Linked DNA regions of Mus musculus: region 2 is linked to region 1. The links are chromatin contacts, called in public HiChIP or PLAC-seq maps. All regions are on one chromosome and are shown on one strand. The core of a region is the stretch at or near the end of the contact, and the rest is flanking DNA. Distances in the headings are between cores, read along the strand shown. Region 1 overlaps Lgmn (legumain). Region 2 has its middle 53 kb from the start of Cpsf2.

Evidence for each region. HiChIP or PLAC-seq counts read pairs in DNA pulled down with a chosen protein or histone mark.
Region 2: an H3K27ac HiChIP or PLAC-seq map of extraembryonic endoderm stem cells shows a contact between it and region 1. The contact joins two enhancer-like sites. A contact is called at or near these places in 4 of 115 datasets of contacts at active chromatin or transcription factors (astrocytes, bone marrow-derived macrophages, extraembryonic endoderm stem cells and 1 more) and 1 of 9 other capture datasets (embryonic stem cells).

Annotation. Positions count from the first base shown.
Region 1 is chr12:102,419,476-102,422,719 of GRCm38.p6, reverse strand. The region is part of intron 2 of Lgmn (legumain); the gene reads left to right. Among named protein-coding and RNA genes, the nearest start is that of Lgmn, 19 kb to the left of the region's middle. Within about 2 kb of position 1,934, at least 80 of the 459 cell types and tissues checked have an H3K27ac peak or open chromatin away from gene starts, as enhancers often do. A contact at or near this core is called in extraembryonic endoderm stem cells, where this site is marked.
Region 2 is chr12:102,027,605-102,030,700 of GRCm38.p6, reverse strand. No RefSeq gene overlaps it. Among named protein-coding and RNA genes, the nearest start is that of Cpsf2, 53 kb to the right of the region's middle. Within about 2 kb of position 1,275, at least 6 of the 459 cell types and tissues checked have an H3K27ac peak or open chromatin away from gene starts, as enhancers often do. A contact at or near this core is called in extraembryonic endoderm stem cells, where this site is marked.

The DNA of each region.
Region 1 (3,244 bases), core at 685-3,184:
TGTTCTAGAATTAGAAAGTGGTCGTGGTTTTGCGGAGCACTGTATTTAAAAGGCTGACATCCATGTGAATGGTAACACTGTCATTTAAAAAGTTGATTTAGCCGTGCATGGTGGCACACACTTTTAGTCCCAGCACTTGGAGGCAGAGTCAGGCAGATCTCTGAGTTTGATGCCAGCCTGGTCTATGGAACAGAGCTAGCTAAAAGGTTGATTTTTCATGCCAGGTACCTAGATTATCACAGGATCATATTGCAGGCTCTCCTTAGAGCATTGAGAGCCTTTACTCCTTACCACTGGGCAGTGTGGAGCTGGACCTGTTCTTACCTCTCTTTATCTACCAGCACTTGGATGGAGGTCTGGGGAGGCCAGCAGTTTGCCCAGTGTGGTGGAGCTGTAAGCAGCACAAGGAGGGGGTGGGGTAGGATCCAGACCCAGCCAGCTGGCTTGAGAGCCACCTAATCCAGTAAGAGCAGCGTGAGTCATGGAAACGTTTCTAGCAGCCACATTTGAAAAAGCTTAAAATATGTAGGAGGGGCCACGGAGAGAGAGTCTGTTCAGTTAAATGCCCGCTGCGCACGAGGACCTGAGGTCAACTCCTAGGAAAACACCAAGGAACAATGCTGTCTGCTGGAATCCCAGTTCTGTATATGGAGGTGGAAATAGCTGGCTCCCTGGACTCCCTGGCCAGCCAGCCTAGTCTACCTGATAAGCTCCAGGCCAGTAAGAGACCATCTCGAAGGTGGAGTATTGGGGGCCAGGCTGGAGAAGGAGGGAGGCCAGTGGTTAACAGCACTTGCTATTCTTTTGGAGGACCTGGGTTTGGGTCTCAGCTTCCATATCAAGCAGCTCATAGCCTCCTCTAACTCCAGCTCCAGGGGACCTGATGCCCACTCGGGACTTGGGAAACTGCATGCACACATGCAGACATACATATACACAAACAAGAATAAAGTGGCTAGCACCTGTCTTAGCCACTGTTCTGTTGCTGTGAAGAGACACGATCAAAGCAACTCTTATAAAAGAAAGCATTTAATTGGGGACTTCTTATGTATATTTTCTGGGTATAATTTCAGAGGGTTAGTTCTTTATTGTGTCAGGCAGCGTGGTCTGGATGCAGCAGGTAGAGAGTTGCTGGGCCTGGTGTGGGCTTTTGAAACCTGGAAGCCCACCCCTAGTGACACACATATTCCAAGTAGGCCATATCCCCTAATCTGTCCAATTAGGTCACCAACTGGGAACCAGGCTTGCAAATATACGAGACGGATGGGGGCCATTCTCATGTAAACCTCCACAGCACCCAAGGAGCAGACACCCCAGATTGTTCTTTTGCCTCCACATTCACACACACACACACACACACACACCTATACACAATATAAACACATACATGCACCTATACACAATATAAACACACACACATTTACAAACAATAATACACACCCTTATACACAAAATAAACACACACACCCTTATATACAATATAAACACACACTTACACACAACATAAACACATACACATCCCTATACACAATGTAAGCACACATACACACTTATCTACAGTATAAACACATACCTAATCACAAATGTATAAACACAGAAAAATATTTAGGAAATTAATTTTGACATCTTGTTTAAACCAGAAGTCCAAATGAATATCAATTCATCATGTAATTAATATCGAAATTACCACTGAGATAGCCTGTATCCTTTAACAAAAAGTTTCATTACATTTATTTATGTATGCATGAATGTGTGTATGTGTGTGGGTACAAGCCTATTACGACACGTGTGTTGAGGTCAGATGATAAACTTGGCAGGTGTTGATTCTCTCAATCTGCCATGTGGGTCTCAGGGGTCAATCTCAGGTTGTCAGACTTGGCAGCAAGTACCTTTATCAGTAGAGCCACCTTGCTGGCCCCTATATCCTTTTTAGTATGTACATGATCCCAGGGTGTGTCAGTTTAGATTATCCACGATGCATGTTGTTTGGCTGCTGAACAGCCAGTGACCAGCTGTTGGGAGGTTGGCACAAATGGAGCTGTGTCCCTGTGAGTGTCGGGGTGCTTGGCTTCCATATCATCAAGGGTTGGCTTTGGTGAAGTTCTGACTCATCTTGAGTGGCCTCTGTGTGCTGGTCCAGAAAGGAAATTTAGCCCGATTAAGAGCTGTTATCATAACTGATTGCTTTTCCTTTGAGTGAAAAGATAAGTTAAGCCCCGAGACCACAGGCAGCAAGTATGCTGGCTCATCAGCCACTTGGTTTTTATACAACCAACGTAGGAAAATACAGTGGCTAAACATTACCTGGAGGTTAAATCATTCACGGACTCTCCCTTGATCCTGTGCAGGTTTTAACTGGATGTATTTATAGGGGCATGAGGTTCTTTAGGACTGATAGATTTGGCAGGCCTCAAACCCAAGATATCCTCCCGCCTCTGCTGAGACTAAAGCTGTGCGAGCGCCACCAGGCCCGGCATCTCCTCAGTGTTTTAAATAGCAAGTGTGGAGAGTCCTAGGATGGCCAGTTAAACTCAGGCCATTTGACTCAAACCCATGTTTTCAGTTTTGAGGTCCTGTCTCCAGACAAGTACTGGTTGTTACGAAATGGTTATTACCACAGCTCCAGGTTTTTAGGGTCACGGGGCATGCAAATAACGAGGGAAGGACCACCAAAGTCAGAAATAAACTAAAAGCAACTTTATTCACTGTGAGGGGGTTGGTGGTGGCTGGCGCTTCTAATGGATAGGATCTTGGTCAGTCTAGGGAGATGACACAATGACCTTGAAAGGGTGCGAGCAGTCTCCTTTGAAGCATAAATCCATGGGCAGGGGATAATAAAGGAGTTTGTATGCTGAGGGTTAGTTCTGCAGCCCAGGATGTGGTGAATAGCAGGACGGTGGTACAGGCTCAATGCCAGGGGCCAGCCTCAGCTTGGTCTGGGTGTCTGAGAGTGGCAAAAACAAAAGACTCAAGTCAAATCCTGTGTCCAAGCTGGCGGCCTATGTTCTGCTCCAGATGGCTGCCTAGATAGCTCTCTGTAGACAGTTCTTGGCTTTGTAGTCTGCTCAAGACAGCTTTTCAGACCCCCCTCCCTCTGTGTGTGTGTCTCTCTCTCTCTCTCTCTGTGTGTGTGTGTGTGTGAGAGAGAGAGAGAGAGAGAGAGAGATCTGCTCTAGATAGCTTTTTCTTCTATTCTAAAAAACTCTGGTTGAGACAGCTAAGTTTCTGCTTGAGACAGCTTTCT
Region 2 (3,096 bases), core at 26-2,525, 390 kb after region 1:
ACTTGGTACACAGCAAGTTGCTAGCCTGGAGTCTATAGAATGAACCCAGATGGGAGGAAGGATCTGGGAGCCAAGTGGAAACCTGAAGTAGCCACCCACCCACATACTGGCCTGTGCTAGTGTGCATATACACGTGCACGTGCAGGAGTCGGGCAGAAGCCCACACCAACGTTTCTGTTCCCAAATATCCTTTGATGATGGAGATGAGCAGCCTGGTCCATGTGTCATTTCAAGGAAGACACACTGATATTCTCCCTCAGGGGCTGCAGCAAAGCCACTCCACCACAATCACACCCCCAGAAAGGCAGAAGGGCTCTGAGAGAGGCAGGAGTTCATTAATAATTCACCACACAGAGGGCTTCATCTTTTCCCCAGTGGAGCTTCATGGTGGAATGCCAGAATTCAAGTCCCTGGAGCTGTGTAGCCTGGGACAGTGACAGCCTCACTGAATCTCAGCTCCCAGCCCGCCATCCAGCTTGTGCTTGTGAAGTGATGTGGGTCTCTATCTCCCAGAGGTCATTAAGCCACTGGCTTACCTCCTGTGCCTTCTAGCCTTGGAAGTAGGCTAAAGCCGGCCTGGGAGATTATTTGCAGGGAATTAGCATGGGAGAGAGCAGGATTAGAGCAACCTTCCAGCTAGGGCTCAGCAGCTCCACCTGTGAGGAGTAGGTGCCACCTTCAGTTGAAGAATGATGCTGGCTGCTCTCCGTGTTTAGGGTGAGGGGTTTCTGGCAAAAGAATGGGTGACATTAAAGCAGCCACTCTGGAAGGTCCGAACTCAGCAAGGATGATAGCTTCCTTACCTCTACTCTTCCCCCACTGATATCCTCTAAGCTCCTCCCCCAAGATCACATGCAATTAGGGTAGAATTGCCCATGACAGGTTGGAAGGGGTGGCTAGATACTCAAGTGAGGGTTCTGGACCTTTCCCATCTACTTCTTCTATAAGGGAAGGTAAATAGCCAACAGGTTCAGCTGTGATGATGTTATGGAAGCTACCCAGCAGAACCGAAGATAGCAGCAGTTTGGTTCAGAGGTTCGTCCCGTACACCACCTTGGCTACTTTAAAGCAGTCACTGTTTGCCCGAGGCCTCCCCTCATTGTCCACAGAAATAAGGTCTGAGATTTGCACTCCTCCTTAGAGCCAACTCTTCTGATAGCTTTTTATTGAGTGTCGACTGAAGAGCGACAGTATTATTCAAGGCTTCAGAGGGCCAGGTGTGCCCTTTAATGCTCTCTGGCCACTGGAAACGTGAGGTTAGCAGTTCCTTCTGTTGCAATATCAGTATAAGAGTGAGCACATGTCCCCACAGCGGGATAAGGGCCCTGGCTGTTCACGGTGTTCTTCTTTATCCTGGTGAGGGAGGAGGAGTGAGTGGGGAACAGGCACAAACGAGCTGAAGCACGGGAGGCCACAAGGAGCCTTGAGCAGCTATTGCCTGCCTTTCTCTGTCTTCATAGGTCACCAGTGTTCTAGCTCCTAAGATTCAATGCTGAAGAATTTAAGAATTGAACATTGAAAACTTCAAAGTCAATCTAAGTCCTGTCAGTGCCCAGGAATGCATTGTTTTCCTATGTTTACAAAACCTTTAGGAATCTAAACCAAACTTGCTCTGCTCTTCACAGAGCCTTCTCTCTCTCTCTCTCTCTCTCTCTCTCTCTCTCTCTCATATGTATGTTTGCTGTCTGCATGTATGTGCCAGGGTACACATCTACACCCCCACCCCACCCCATATAGAAGACAATGTTAATGCCTGTTCTATCTCTCCACACCTTACTCCTCTGAGACAGGATCTCTCACTGAGCCTGGAGCTAGGCTGGCAGCCAAGTCCCTGGGGTTACAGGTGGGTATGACCATGTCTGGCCTCTTATGTGGGGACTGAGGATTTGAACTTAGGTCCTTATGTACAGCATTTTAGCATCCTTATGTTTGTACAGCATTTTTTTCACCACACATCTTTTTATTATCCAAAAAACAATTTTTAAATGTAAACATGTTTTTCAAAATAATATTTTTATTGATGCTTTGAGGAGTTCACATCATGCAACCTGATCACACTTATTTCCCAGTCCTTTCATGTCTGCTGTCTGCTCCCATCTTGGTGACCCCCCCCCAAAAAAAATAAATAAAAATTAAACAAAAACAAAGCAAGTCCATTTTGTGTTATCTATATAGTAATTGGAGCACCATCAAACTCTCAGAAGCCCCCCCCTTTAGATAGAACTGACTGATTCCTTTCTTGCACCCTAGCCAGAGGCCATCAGTTGTGGAGAGCTAACTTCAGCATCCTTATTACACTTCTTTTTTTTTTTTTCAGTTTTTTTTTAATTAGGTATTTTCCTCATTTACATTTTCAATGCTATCCCAAAGGTCCCCCATACCCACCCCCCCAATCCCCTACCCACCCACTCCCCCTTTTTGGCCCTGGCGTTCCCCTGTACTGGGGCATATAAAGTTTGCAAGTCCAATGGGCCTCTCTTTGCAGTGATGGCCTACTAGGCCATCTTTTGATACATATGCAGCTAAAGACAAGAGCTCCCTGGTACTGGTTAGTTCATATTGTTGTTCCACCTATAGGATTGCAGTTCCCTTTAGCTCCTTGGGTAATTTCTCTAGCTCCTCCATTAGGGGCCGTGTGACCCATCCAATAGCTGACTGTGATCATCCACTTCTGTGTTTGCTAGGCCCCGGCATAGTCTCACAAGAGAGAGCTATAACTGGGTCCTTTCAGCGAAATCTTGCTAGTGTATGCAATGGTGTCAGCATTTGGAAGCTGATTATGGGATGGATCCCTGCATATGGCAGTCACTAGATGGTCCATCCTTTCGTCACAGCTCCAAATTTTGTCTCTGTAACTCCTTCTATGGGTGTTTTGTTCCCATTTCTAAGAAAGGGTAAAGTGTCCACACTTTGGTCTTCGTTCTTCTTGAATTTCATGCGTTTGGCAAGTTGTATCTTATATCTTGGGTATCCTAAGTTTCTGGGCTATTATCCACTTATCAGTGAGTACATATTGTGCGAGTTCCTTTGTGATTGGGTTACTTCACTCAGGATGATACCCTCCAGGTCCATCCATTTGCCTAGGAATTTCATAAA